2 separate regions of the Rattus norvegicus genome follow, and region 2 is linked to region 1. The links are chromatin contacts, called in public Hi-C maps. All regions are on one chromosome and are shown on one strand. Each heading gives the region's core, a stretch centred on a gene start, on an enhancer-like site or on the middle of the called end of the contact. The rest is flanking DNA. Distances are from core to core; before and after follow the strand shown.

Region 1 (6,108 bases), core at 2,701-5,200:
TAGTTAAAGATGACTTCAAATCCTTAAGGCCAAACTTCAACCATCTGAGGTAAAACTGATGTCTGATTCTTTGTTTATAAAAATGTTTTCTTAAATATTGGTCTGCTTAGAAATATTTGCCAAAAAGCTGGCTCACAGAGTAAGGATGTTATGCTTTTTCCTTCCACTGAACCCATAGGGGCTTGGTGAATAGACCTTATACAAATGATGTTTGTGTGACATTTTCCTTTGGGGTAAAGCCTTCACTTTCAGATAGTCCCTATATTAATTATTAACATATTAATCCATATTAGAAGAGATTCTACAAAAAGGATTGCTCCTACTTGGGGCACTCCTGACTACAAATATTTTAATCTAGTTGTAAAATTCCGCTTATTACACCATGATCCAACTCTCCATACAATCTTTAATCCCTTGATTGGTGATTCAATAAACCAATTACAATAACTCTCAAAATTGACTAAATCATTGGGTTTCTTTAGCCAAAGATACCTCCATTAGCTCCTCTAAATCGGAGATTTGCACTTTTTGTGCAGCGGCCATTATTTTCTCATAAAATAATTTCTGACGTTTTATACAAAATTAAACAAAAGTATGTAAGCCGGTTTTTACTCAAGAGACACCTTCTATTATGAGAGACTTTTAAACGTAATAGACCATTCAGAAATGGTCACAGTGTTTTTCCATGCTAATGTCCCAAGAAAAGAAAACCCGAAAGACTAAAAAACTAAAACTAGCTGATTTCATCCACTGGGGAAACCACCATCACACAAAGGAGTCCCCTCAACTTGGAGGAAAGGAGTCTACCAGGCACTTCTAATCATGTCCTGTTCTATAACACTTCAGGAGATAAAACAGACTCCCGTTTCTTTTTCTGAATCAGATTTACTGCAGTAACTCCATGGGCTTCGGGAAAGCAGATGACCTGTGTCTTCAACCACAGTGACGATTAGCTGCCCCAGGTTACTAAACGCAAACTTTGCTAGCAGTGTTTCTAAGTCTCCTGTTTTATACTTCTAAAATACCTCTGTAGTTGATACTTAAAAATTGTCCAAGAGATTTGGAGTCATCTTTGGCATCACCTTAATGATAAAATAATGCCAATCTTGGCTTGAGTGAAGCTATTGCTACTAATTGGCTTCTATTATATCTGTTTGCCTACCCAAACCTCCAACTTTACTTATACTCAAAGATTTCATGTGTAAAAATTCCTCTAGATGTGGGAGGCACAGCATGTAACCCACATGACTAAACAGTATTCATTTTTTAGAGAGGTCTTTGGGCTAGTTCATATGCCTTCTCCACCTGTTCCTTTCTTGACTATTTTAACTTTAGGTATAATATTCCTGTTATGCATTACATATAAATGATATATTAGATATAGACGGCAAAATAAAGTAAAACCAGATCCTGATCATGGAGGCACATAAATTCAATATGATCCAGGGATCTGTTCCTTAATGGCTCTGTCAATTGTTTCTCTCCCCTGAAGACTTCCTTTCTGCCTATTCAGCAGCATCTAGGAATGAGCTTCCCTTTGCTCTGTGGGCCATAAGACAACATTTGGCCTCTTCAAGAGTAAAATGTAACGCTTGGTTAGTTTGTTCATTACTTTTTCTCTTGCTGTGGTAAAACACCATGACCTAAAGCAACTTTGAGGAAGAAAGAGTCTTCTTTAGCATATGACTCCTGAGGGGTAGAATCCATGACTGTGGGGAAGGCATGGCAAAGGGCTAGGCTAGACATGGCAGCAGAGGCAGGAAACTGGCTGGTCACATTTTCATCCACATGCCAAAGGGAGAAAGGGGAGGAGAGAGGGATGAAGGAAGGGAGAGAAGGGGGATGGAAATTAGAATGAAGAAGAAAACAGAAGAGGGAGCAGGTTATGGCTATAAATTCTCAAAGTGTGCTATTGGTGCCACACTTCCTCAGTAAGGCACCCCATATCTCCCAAACGTTCCCTAACATATCCCCAAGCAGCACCACACACTAGTGGCCAAGTGTTCAAATTCACGAAACATTACAGGGCATTTCTCATTCAAGCTAGCAGAGCAATGAGAGGACAACTTTGAAGTGAAGTTCCAAGAATTAATAGCACATGTATGTTGAGGATTCTATAAGGCTGATATCTGATCTTTGGTTGTGGAGAGCTAACACATTGCAGGTTGGGACCTAAATTTATCTTGAACTATTAGCACCTTAAATAGCCAGGTATTCTGTATAATTGACCTAAACTTTATGTGGCCATTGAGCAGGTCCTTTTATGTTGACAAGTCTGGGTAAATCCAGAACAATAAAAAAAAATATCCTCCAAAGAGAAGCCCGAGTTGGAGCCCTGGACAGTACAGACCTGGGCACTGCCAGTGCCCTTTTCTACTGGGTATCTCTCCTCTCCTTGATTCTCCCTCCTTTCAATAAGTATGCAGTTTTGTCTTCAGAACCCAACAACTCCAAATGGTCCTCCTTGAACAGTGCCTCCAGGAATGACAAAACAGGCAAAGGGAGTCTATTGGTTTGACCAGTAGCATGAGAAATTGTCTGAGCATTTACTAATGGAGATCCAGGAGCTATAACAGCCTTAGGAACAGAATAGGAAATGGGATTTTTGCCTTATTCAGCTTTAGTCTCCTACTCAGCACAAAGCAGTACAAAGACTGATCTTGATAAATTATGGAGAAAAGTGTCTCAGGGAAGTCGAGAAAGGTATACATAAAACACAGTTTAGCAATCTGGAACTTTAGTTAGGCATTCCTCTCCAAACGATGCATTTGCAACCTGTTAGCAACCTTGGACATCCACTTGCATAGAATTGTACCTGCACCTCACTCTAAACAGTGGAATAGGTTTTTCCTTCCTATAAAGACCATTAGACGGCAACAGTTTCTATTCGGTCATAGTCCAGCTATACGGGAGGTATAAAAATGGAGTCCTAATTCATCTTGAGCTAGTCTTGTGTGTATATTCAATAAGGAAAGATGTGCTTTGAGTGAACTTTTAGGAAGAATACACCATTTAACCATCCTATGACTATGCATAGTTGGGTGTGCATATGATTAAAATAAAACACATTATAGGAAAGGACGTGCATAGTGACAAATGGCTTACATAATCTGTTCTGTCAATCAAAACAGAGAACCACTGACGCTACATCCTTTTCCAACTAAATGTCTCCTTTTCTGGAAGACCATAGAATGAACCCTCCAAATAAGGGCCTTTGAGTGTGCTCACTGGTGTGGCCCGCTGTTGGCTATGTATATTTCTGATCTGTACTATGGCCTTGTTTCGTTGTTAGCTTGCAATACCTATGCACTGTTATTTCAATTTCTTGAACAAGGGGCCAAGAATGTGGGAACGCCCAGCTCTGAACCTAATAGGTAGAAACTACACCAAAAGGGTTAAATGAGAGGGCAGAAAGCAGGGGCAGCCACTTGGTATCAGGCTGGGGAAAAAGTCTTAAACAGTGGCGGAGGAAACATCTTAAACAATCATGTAAAAACGTTACTAATGGGAAAAGAAACGGGAAGGTCAGAGGGGCGTGGAAACAGCGAAAGTTTAGGGTGTTTAGGAAAAGAGAGCCAGCCTAGAGGAAAACACCAAAGGTGACTGCAGACCATTAGAAACAGGATGAGCCGGGCGGAGGTGAAGGTGGGTTTCCTTAAGTCCAGGGATGACCTCGAAAGACTACACCCTAAGGGGGCAAGCATGGGAGCGCGTGCGCGAGGACACAGCGGGTCCTAGCGCGTCCTCGCAGAGCTCTGCGCGACCGGGGCCAACGGTGGCCACGAGCACGCGCGTTCCCTTGCCCGCACCACCTCAGCGGGGGCGGGGCACGGCGGAGGTGGTGACGTCAAGGCAGGGCGCGCGCCTCGGGGCCGCGGACGGAGCCGGGAGGCGGGCGCTGCGCGCGACCGCGGGCGGAGCGGAGGGGCGCGGGGGGCGGAGCGCGGCGCAGCCAGGAAGGCGGGGGAGGAGAGGCCCGGGCGCCGCGCGGCAGCTGGGGAGGGGGCCGCGGCTGGGCGCGAGCGGAACAGCTGATCTGGTTTTCCCGAAGCCAGGGAAGATGGAAGTCGGCTAGCGGCGACTGCGGGCTGCGGGCGGACCGGCGGGCGGCGCGGCAGGTGAGCGGCGCTGGCCACGGTGCTGCCGGCGGGCGGCGGGCCGGGCGCAGCGGGCAGGTGCGATGGGGCGCGCGACGTGGGGTCGCCCTGCGCTTGGCCGGGAGGCGAGTGGGCGCGGGCAGGGGCCGCAGGGCGCTGGGGGCGCAGGGCTCACTGTGCGTCTGCATTGCGGGAATCGTTCGGGATCTCGTGGGCGCCACGGCCACCGGCTCCGGCTTCAGCCCGGCGACGGTAGGGCGCGGCGCTCCCGCTGGCTCCAGTGGCTGCCTCCTAGCCCTTTTCGCGGTTCCGCACTGGAACGTGATGGCAAGCGCGCCGGGACTGGGCCCTCGGTCCGTGGGGGCGCGTTGGGGGTCCGAAGGGTAGGGTCAGCTCAGAGAGGCGCCTGAGGCGGCTTGCACAGGGGCTATGGCTGCGTGGGTCACCGTGGCCCCCCGCGTACTACTCTGGGTCTGACTGGCCAAGCGAGAAACGGTTGATGCAATTTGGCTCTGAACCTAGAGGCCTTCTCTAATATCTCCTCACTGGAGGGGGAAAATTGTATCTGCTGTGCTTTAAGTGCTCCTTTAAATTTGGGAGATGTCAGTGATGTCATCATTAACTAAAACTTTCCTTCATTGGACGTAACCGCTCAAGTGTACCCTCCTCCCGACCGGTACAGCTACTGCAGCTCTCTGAGAATCTTAGCCATCGAATTGGTTTCTCTGCGCTCAAAACTCGAAAACCTCATATAAGTGCAGTTTTTATTCTGTTGGCTTGAAGATTGGAACATTTGAAAGTGGCTGAAAGAAAACGTGTCCCTAAAGGTCTGGAAATTAACTGATCCAGAGCACACAGATCCATCACGTATGACAGTATATGTTTGTACCTCTGTTAATGAAAATGACCTATACGAAAAACACTTCTCTTAAAAAATGATCTATTTAATGTCGTGTCCAGGCAAAGGTAGACAATGAGGTCTAAGTCTTTGCAGACCTTGATTGCTTCTGCAGGGCTCCTCCATCACCAACATCCCCTTCTAGGGTGTGCCTGGGAGAGGTGCTGGTTTCTCTAGGGCTCTTTTAGCCCTTGTGTGTCCCACCAGACCCCAAGACCTATCCAAAGTGTTCAAGGAATGTGAGAGCTTGAGATGTACACAGCACACCAAGTTCTGGAAGAAAATTACCCAACAATGCCAGCAGCATGCATTCATTTGATTATATGAGTATGCCATTAGTATCTGCTCTTATGGGAACAGCCGAAAGCCAGTTCCCAAGACAGTCTGAACATCTACTTAGGCCTGTTGTATCAAAAGGAGATCTAATAAGAGACCAAAGTATTGATGTTTTTGTATTTAATAATTAATTGCACCTCCTAATTGGTTAAAATAAGGATGCCTTAGATTATTAGTGTGATCATATTGGGTTTGCAAGGAACTTAGTGCCATATGCCACAGGAAGGTTTGAATCTGGAACCCTGGGAATAGTGGTTACTGTGGACTCTTAGTGTTCAGGGTGATAGTGAATGCAGATCATTACTTCATGGGGTCTGGCTACGTACTAATCTCAACTAAGCCTAGATTCTAGGTAGCAGGTGTACCTTTGGGAAGGAAATTCTGAGCCACTCCCTACCCCCAGCATTGCTGGAGGAGGACAGGGGACAGCTACCAGTGAGAGAGCAGTGTGTACATCATAGTCTCTGACCTCTTGATAATGTCAAACTTATTCACGGTGGCGTGCTGAGTGAATAACCCTTGTAGTGAAATTGGCCACATGCACTGCTTTTCTGTGGCATTTCCCTTACACAGGTTGCCTTGTGAACTTGAGCTTGTATCAAATGCCAAGAATCTTCTGTATCTAAAGTGCCTTCAGTGACGAGTGGTTTTAGTGCTGTGGGCTGTGGAAATTGAGTCTGGGGAACTATGGTGGCCTTTGTATCCACCATCTCCACCCGTAGACCTGTGAGAATACTCACATTTTTATTTATTTGTTGTAACACTTATGGATATATA
Region 2 (6,108 bases), core at 1,772-4,271, 240 kb after region 1:
CAGGGACTAAACAACTACCCAAAGACTACACATGGACTGACCCATGGCTCCAGCTGCATATGTAGCAGAGGATGGCCTTGTTGGGCACCAGTGGAAGGGGAAGCCCTTGGTCCTGCCAAGGTTGGACCCCCCAGTGTAGGGGAATGTCAGGGCAGGGGTGGATGGGGAGGAGAACACCCTTACAGAAGAAGGGGAAAGGGACGGGATAGGGGGCTTATGTCTGGGACACGGAGAAAGGGAATAACATTTGAAATGTAAATAAAAAAAATCCAATAAAAGAAAAAAGAAGGAAGAGGAAGATGATGAGAATGAAGAAAAGGAGGAAGATGAAGATAATAACGATTAAGTTGGTTCTAGCACAATCTTTTTCTTGTCTATCAAGCATTTAACACCCCCATTCCCATACACAACTCATCCTTCTAAAGAAAGAAATCGAAAAGTAAGGTTGTGTACGATTTGTTTTTAAACTGTGCGGTGTCTTTTTTGTATAGTTAACACACTACCGAATGTGTCTTTAGCTAGCCTTGTCCTGGTGGTATTTTCAATGGCCACTAACCTTGCCTGGTACAGTCTGGGGATGTAAATTGTCATGGAAATTTAAAGCCGGTTCTTGTTGGTGCACAGCACTAATTATATATGGGGACAGCAGTTTGGTGTTTGGTTTGGTTTGGTTTGGTTTGGTTTGGTTTGGTTTGGTTTGGTTTGGTTTGGTTTGGTTGTTTGGGGAAGGGGGTTTTCATCTTCAGTTGCCTCTGATGCAGCTTATATGAAGATAGTTGCTGTTCTGTTAACTGAATACCACTCTGCACTTGCAAAAAAAAATTGAAGCTGTTTTGTTGACATTCTGGATGCTTCTAAGTAAATACAATTTTTTATTTAAAAAAGCTTATTCACAAAGAGTGAAAAGTGAAAACTTGTAAAGCAACCTAGAATCGACCACAGCCTTACTGTGCAGCTGAAGGCTTCGGAGCTCTTGGCGTTTGCCTGTAAACATGCTTTGCTCTGTGCCTACAAAGAGACAGCCTCCCGCTGAAGTACTGACGGGTGAGATGATACGTGATGCATACTGGGGCAGGTACATAGATGACAGCCGACGTGAAACAGGAGAAACCGTGAGTCAGTTCTTGTTAGAGCTGGGCTGTGGATTCCAATGGAGCCATTGCAGTCTTGGAAAGATCCCATAATAAAATACCTAAAGCCAGAACGACGTCTGCCAGGAGGAGCATGGAAATGGATAAGCACACCTGAGTATATGCTATGGAGTACTCCTCAGCATTGAAAATAAATGACATCTCATTCTGAGCCAGACTGAAGGTGTCAAGCAGCACTAATCCATTTAGCTGGTCCATGTTTTCCAGCACAAGGCTACCTGGTAGGCACAAGTCTAAAGATGACTCCCAAGGTTCCTGTCCCCAGTACTGAGCCATGTGCTGGCATAGGCACAGTGGTTCCCCTTGTCTGCATTTTTATTGTCCAAATCAATGGCAGTTCAAAAATATTAAATTGTTGAAAATTCCAGGAAAATTCTAGTTGTTTCATCCCAACCAGGACATGAATCATTCTTTTGTGTCTCACACAGCATGGTATGAATGTGTTCACGTGACCTAGTAGTGACCCCATAGCACAAGAGTAGAGATAGTGGCATCTGGGAGACAACAGAGAGACATGAAGCGCGTCCCGTGAGTGGAGAAGTAAAGGTTCCTGGCTTAGTAAGGAAGATGGAGGTTTCTCAGACCAGCTGTGAGGGGTGGGCATACCCACAGCTTCAGACTTCTCCCACAAGCTTGGGGGACACATCTCCCTTGGAAAAAGAGGGGCTACTATAGTGACACAGGACGACTCTGGATGGAATTAGGGTGGTAATATTTTGGTTTTAACATAAATTACACCCTTATCTAGTGGACCCAAGGTAATGTCAGGGTTCTTAGAAACAGAGGAAGATGGCAGACACAGGGGAGGTAAGAGGACATGTGGTGCGACAGTGAAGCAACCCTCCATGGCTCGTTATCTATGGAGGAGGAACCACCAGCCTCGGATACGGCGTATCCTCTAGAAGCTGAGCTTCACTGAGCTTCAGCTTACACTGAAGCAGGAACTCAGTATCCCAGCCTCCTGAGATAGGGTCAGGCCTCAAAGCCGAGCCTCTTTTACCAGCATCCAGGAGGGACCACAATCCTGCGGACACCTTGACTTCAGCCCTGTGAGGCTTGGAACAAGGAGATTAACTGAAGCTTTTGGAATCATGAGAAAGTAAACGCATGTTGTGAGCCGCTCAGCAGCTGATAATACAGTAGGCAGGAGAAAATGACAGAAGGTCTGATGAGGAAGGGTCATGGTGGCCATGCCGAAAGGATGGCACTGTCCAGGTTGTACCTCTGCTAGTGGTGGACTAAGCAAGTCCAGCTGAGCACACGACTGAGCATTCAGTATCCTACCAGCATTGAATCAAGGCTCAAGAAAATTAAATTAAGGAATGTCAGAACGTTAACTCTACCAATGTAAACTGTCCAGTGTTCTATTGCCAAAATAAAATCCTGTATCCACAGTCCTACCCTGTGCACTCCAAGCACAGGCTGGCCTTCCAGGTCATCTACAGATGACATAACTTTGCAGGCCCATGGTATGGTCAATCTTGCCAGTGTCTGAAAATGTAACATCCAAATGGCTACAGCACTCCCTTCCTCATCCAGGAGGCCCGAAGCCTGCAGTCACCTGTTCTGGGCCTGTTCAGTTGCTGACTTCATTAACATTGCTCCTTGGGGGACACAGCCCTCTTAGTAAGCACAGTCCTGAGAGAAAACACAGTTCTCCTGGGTAGACATGGTCTCCAGAGAAGAGTTGGGGGTCCCTTGGAAAGACATGGGGTCTCCTGGGTAGACATTTACTCCTCGATGAATGGTCTCCAGAAGAGGAGCAGCAGCATACTTGGTGGGCATAGCTTCCTATGTACACATAGTCTCCTAAGTAGACAGTCTCCAGGTAAATTCAGCCTCTGTACTGGTCACATCCCCCTTGATAGATAGAGCCTCCTGGATAGACACAGTTGGTAAATGTAGCCGCTTCCGTGGACACAGCCTCCTTGGTGGACATGGTCTCTGGAGAGGACTGTGCCCTCCCATTCCCTGCTCCAAGCTCCCTCCTGGACAGGTGGGGAAGAGGGGACAATCACAGCTGCCCCCAGACCCCACTTGATACACGGGTGTGCCTTCAGTCTCCCAGCAGGACTTCTTTGATTCTGAACAAGCAGAAAATATCCTTAGAGCCCATCAGCCTTTCTGTTGTGTGGATGGGCTGACCACCCACAGACAGCTGCTAACTGTGCACTAGGCTTGTGGAGCCCTTGTGGGCTGGTCCTCTTCAAGGGGAGTCTTGGGCCCAGGCGTGAGGCTTGGACCCCAGTGGCCATCAGCAGCCTTCGTTACCTACCTTGTGATACATGGACACTGTAGGAAGAGAGCTGGTAGGCTTCCAGGTGAAAACTGGATAGAAAGAGCTGTAAGGCGTTTCTTCCAAGTGACATATTAAGACGCCTCCTGGGGGCAAGCTTGGCAAGCATCCGAGACACATGAAGTGATTTATTTCTCGGATCTTCGGGATTTAGTGTGAGCTTACTGTAGTTTTTCAAGTCTGCCTGGGGAGTTTTAACTCAAACAATCTTAGCTGAACGGAATGTGTTCTTAAATCCTATGCAGGCTGGCAGCTTTGAATATACAGTAAGGACAGGCACTGCCCAAGGAGGGCCCTTGGCAGATACCCCTCCGAGGCCTCTGACAGCCTCAGCAGAGCTGCTTTTACTGTTCCATAGATCCAGATCCGTGCTGACAGCTGATTTCATTCTCTTAAGCTTTATAAGAATCGGCGTTTGGCTTGCTCGCAAAGCACCAGTTGAAAATTAAAAGTCAGGAGGCCTGGTTTTGTTAGGCAGCCCTCCATCACTCACAGCAATACGAGGCGATCTAGAAAGAGGAAAGGCTTCTCTTGGCTCACAGTTGGGAGGTTCAGGGCAATCATTATTAGGTGCCTTTGTTCTGGGCCTGTGGTAGAGCCTGGTCACATAGGCATGTCACAGAACAAAACTGACTGTCTCACCAGCCAGGAAGCCCACACAGACACAGACACAGACACAGACACAGACACACGCACACGCGCACGCGCACATGCACACACACACACACACACACACACACACACACACACACCCCTCCTCTGAGCATCATTAAGTATCCTAATTATGCCAGTTGAGTTAAAGACACTGATGCTGCTTCTGTTGCTGAACTCGGTGTGTAGCTGCAGGCTGGCTAAAAGGAGGTTGATTCAGCTCAGTGAGAAGAAGATTGAACCAGCTTTCTACTCCATGGCATGCTGTTCCCACACACCCCCACCCGCACCCACCTCCACAGAGGGAGTTGTAGCGTAGCGTTGCCTGGACACCTGGGTGAACGGCAGAAGGGTGTGGCTGAGTAGGAGAGAGCCATTCCCTGAACTCACTCATTTGCCTTTGAAATAAAGTAATATTTTTTCCACCCATCTGAGACTTTAAAATAAAATTAGGTGTTTTATAAAGCTCTACCTGGGAGACTATCATTTTGGTCCTGCCGGCCTTGTGTGGTTTAACTGATCCAAAGGTTGACTCTATGACCCCTTGCTTGGTTATTTCTTTGTTGGAGTATGAAATGCTTTAGCACAAAAAATCTGCAACCTCCAAACTCAAAATTTCACATCTCTGATTCCTTTTGTGGTGCTTGGAGTCAACGCCTTCCACATGCTAAGCAAAGGCTCTGAGGCTGATCTACTCCTCCAGCCCTAAAGTTCCAGTTATCTTAAACACAGTCCAGACAAGCAGTTAACGATCTAGGTCATTGCTTCTCAACCTTCCTAATGCTGTCCCTTTAATACAGCTCCTCATGGTATGGTGACCCCCAACCATAAAATTATTATGTTGCTACTTCATAACTATAAACTTTGCTACTGTTATGAATTGTAGTATAAACATCTGGTATACAAGGTACCTGATAGGCCAGGGAGCCTGCATGGATCTGCCCTAGGTCCTCTGCATACATGTTACAGTTGTGTAGCCTGGTACTTTTGTGAGACTCTAACAATGGGGGTGGGGTTATCTCTGACTCCTGTGCCTGCTTTTGGTGTCCTCTTCTCCTTACTCAGTTGCTTCATCCAGCCCTGATATGAGAGTGTGAGCCTAGTCTTTCCCCACCTCAATGTAATATCTTTATTGATTATTTGAGAATTTCACATAATATACCCTGATCTCGCTCAGTTCCCAATCCTCCTAGGTCCACCCCCCTCCCCTACACCCTTGTGATGCCCCTCAAAAAAAGGAAGAAAGGAAAAATAAAAATAAGTACAATTGTGTTGCCTCTATACTCATTGGAGCATGGTCAAATTCTCAGGGGCCAGCTCCTTAAAGAAAACTGAGTCCTTCCCCACCAGCCCCTCTTATGGCATGTTTGGTTGGTATCCCTAGGATGTCTGCCCTTTTCTAAAGGGAAATGAAGGAATGGACCAGTGGGAGAGAGGAGGTGGGGAGGAGGGAAAAAGAGGAGAGGAGGGAGAGGCAACTGTGGTTGGGATACAATATATGAGAGAAAAAGTAAATTTAAAACTAAGAGATTTGCTATGCAGCCCCTGTTGTAACACATGGCTTGGGAACGTTAGAGCCTTTTACCTCACCTGCTAACCTCACCCCAGGAACCGATAAGACAGTTCTTAGCCTGGTGTTGGTTTGACTCCAAGCTCTCTGGCCTGGAGACTCTGCCTGTGAGTCTATGTCTACATCCTGTATATTGGCATATATGTACATACAGAAAGGAAAAGAGGGGAGGGAGCAGGATATGCTTATCACAGGGGATGGGAGGATTGGCACATGCAGTTATGGGGACTGTAGGGTCCCATGATTTGCAGTCAGGAGGCTGGAGGCTCTCCCCTGCCAGGAGAGCTACATCCCTGGTAAGCATTTTTGTTCCACTCAGGTGAGAACTGGATGTGGCCCAGCCACCCTTGGAAGGCTTCCCTGCGCCTACAGAGACCCTCACCCAGCATCAGAGATGTACCCAGGGTCACAGCCGAGGTTTGTCTGGCACCTTGTGGCAG

Evidence for each region. A called contact is a pair of places that touch in the nucleus more often than the background predicts.
Region 2: a Hi-C map of frontal cortex shows a contact between it and region 1, with 4 times the contacts expected there. The contact joins the enhancer-like site here to the promoter of Otud7a in region 1. A contact is called at or near these places in 2 of 12 Hi-C or Micro-C datasets (Schwann cells and frontal cortex).

The regions. Positions count from the first base shown.
Region 1 is chr1:126,472,325-126,478,432 of GRCr8, forward strand. It overlaps Otud7a (OTU deubiquitinase 7A), which reads left to right and starts at 3,951. Exons shown (of 15, transcript XM_063278759.1): 1 at 3,951-4,118. It overlaps LOC102548323 (a long non-coding RNA gene), which reads right to left and starts at 3,811. Exons shown (of 4, transcript XR_005494545.2): 1 at 3,612-3,811.
Region 2 is chr1:126,712,295-126,718,402 of GRCr8, forward strand. All of the region lies in intron 4 of Otud7a (OTU deubiquitinase 7A), which reads left to right. Among named protein-coding and RNA genes, the nearest start is that of Hmgn5b, 81 kb to the left of the region's middle. Within about 2 kb of position 3,022, at least 8 of the 93 cell types and tissues checked have an H3K27ac peak or open chromatin away from gene starts, as enhancers often do.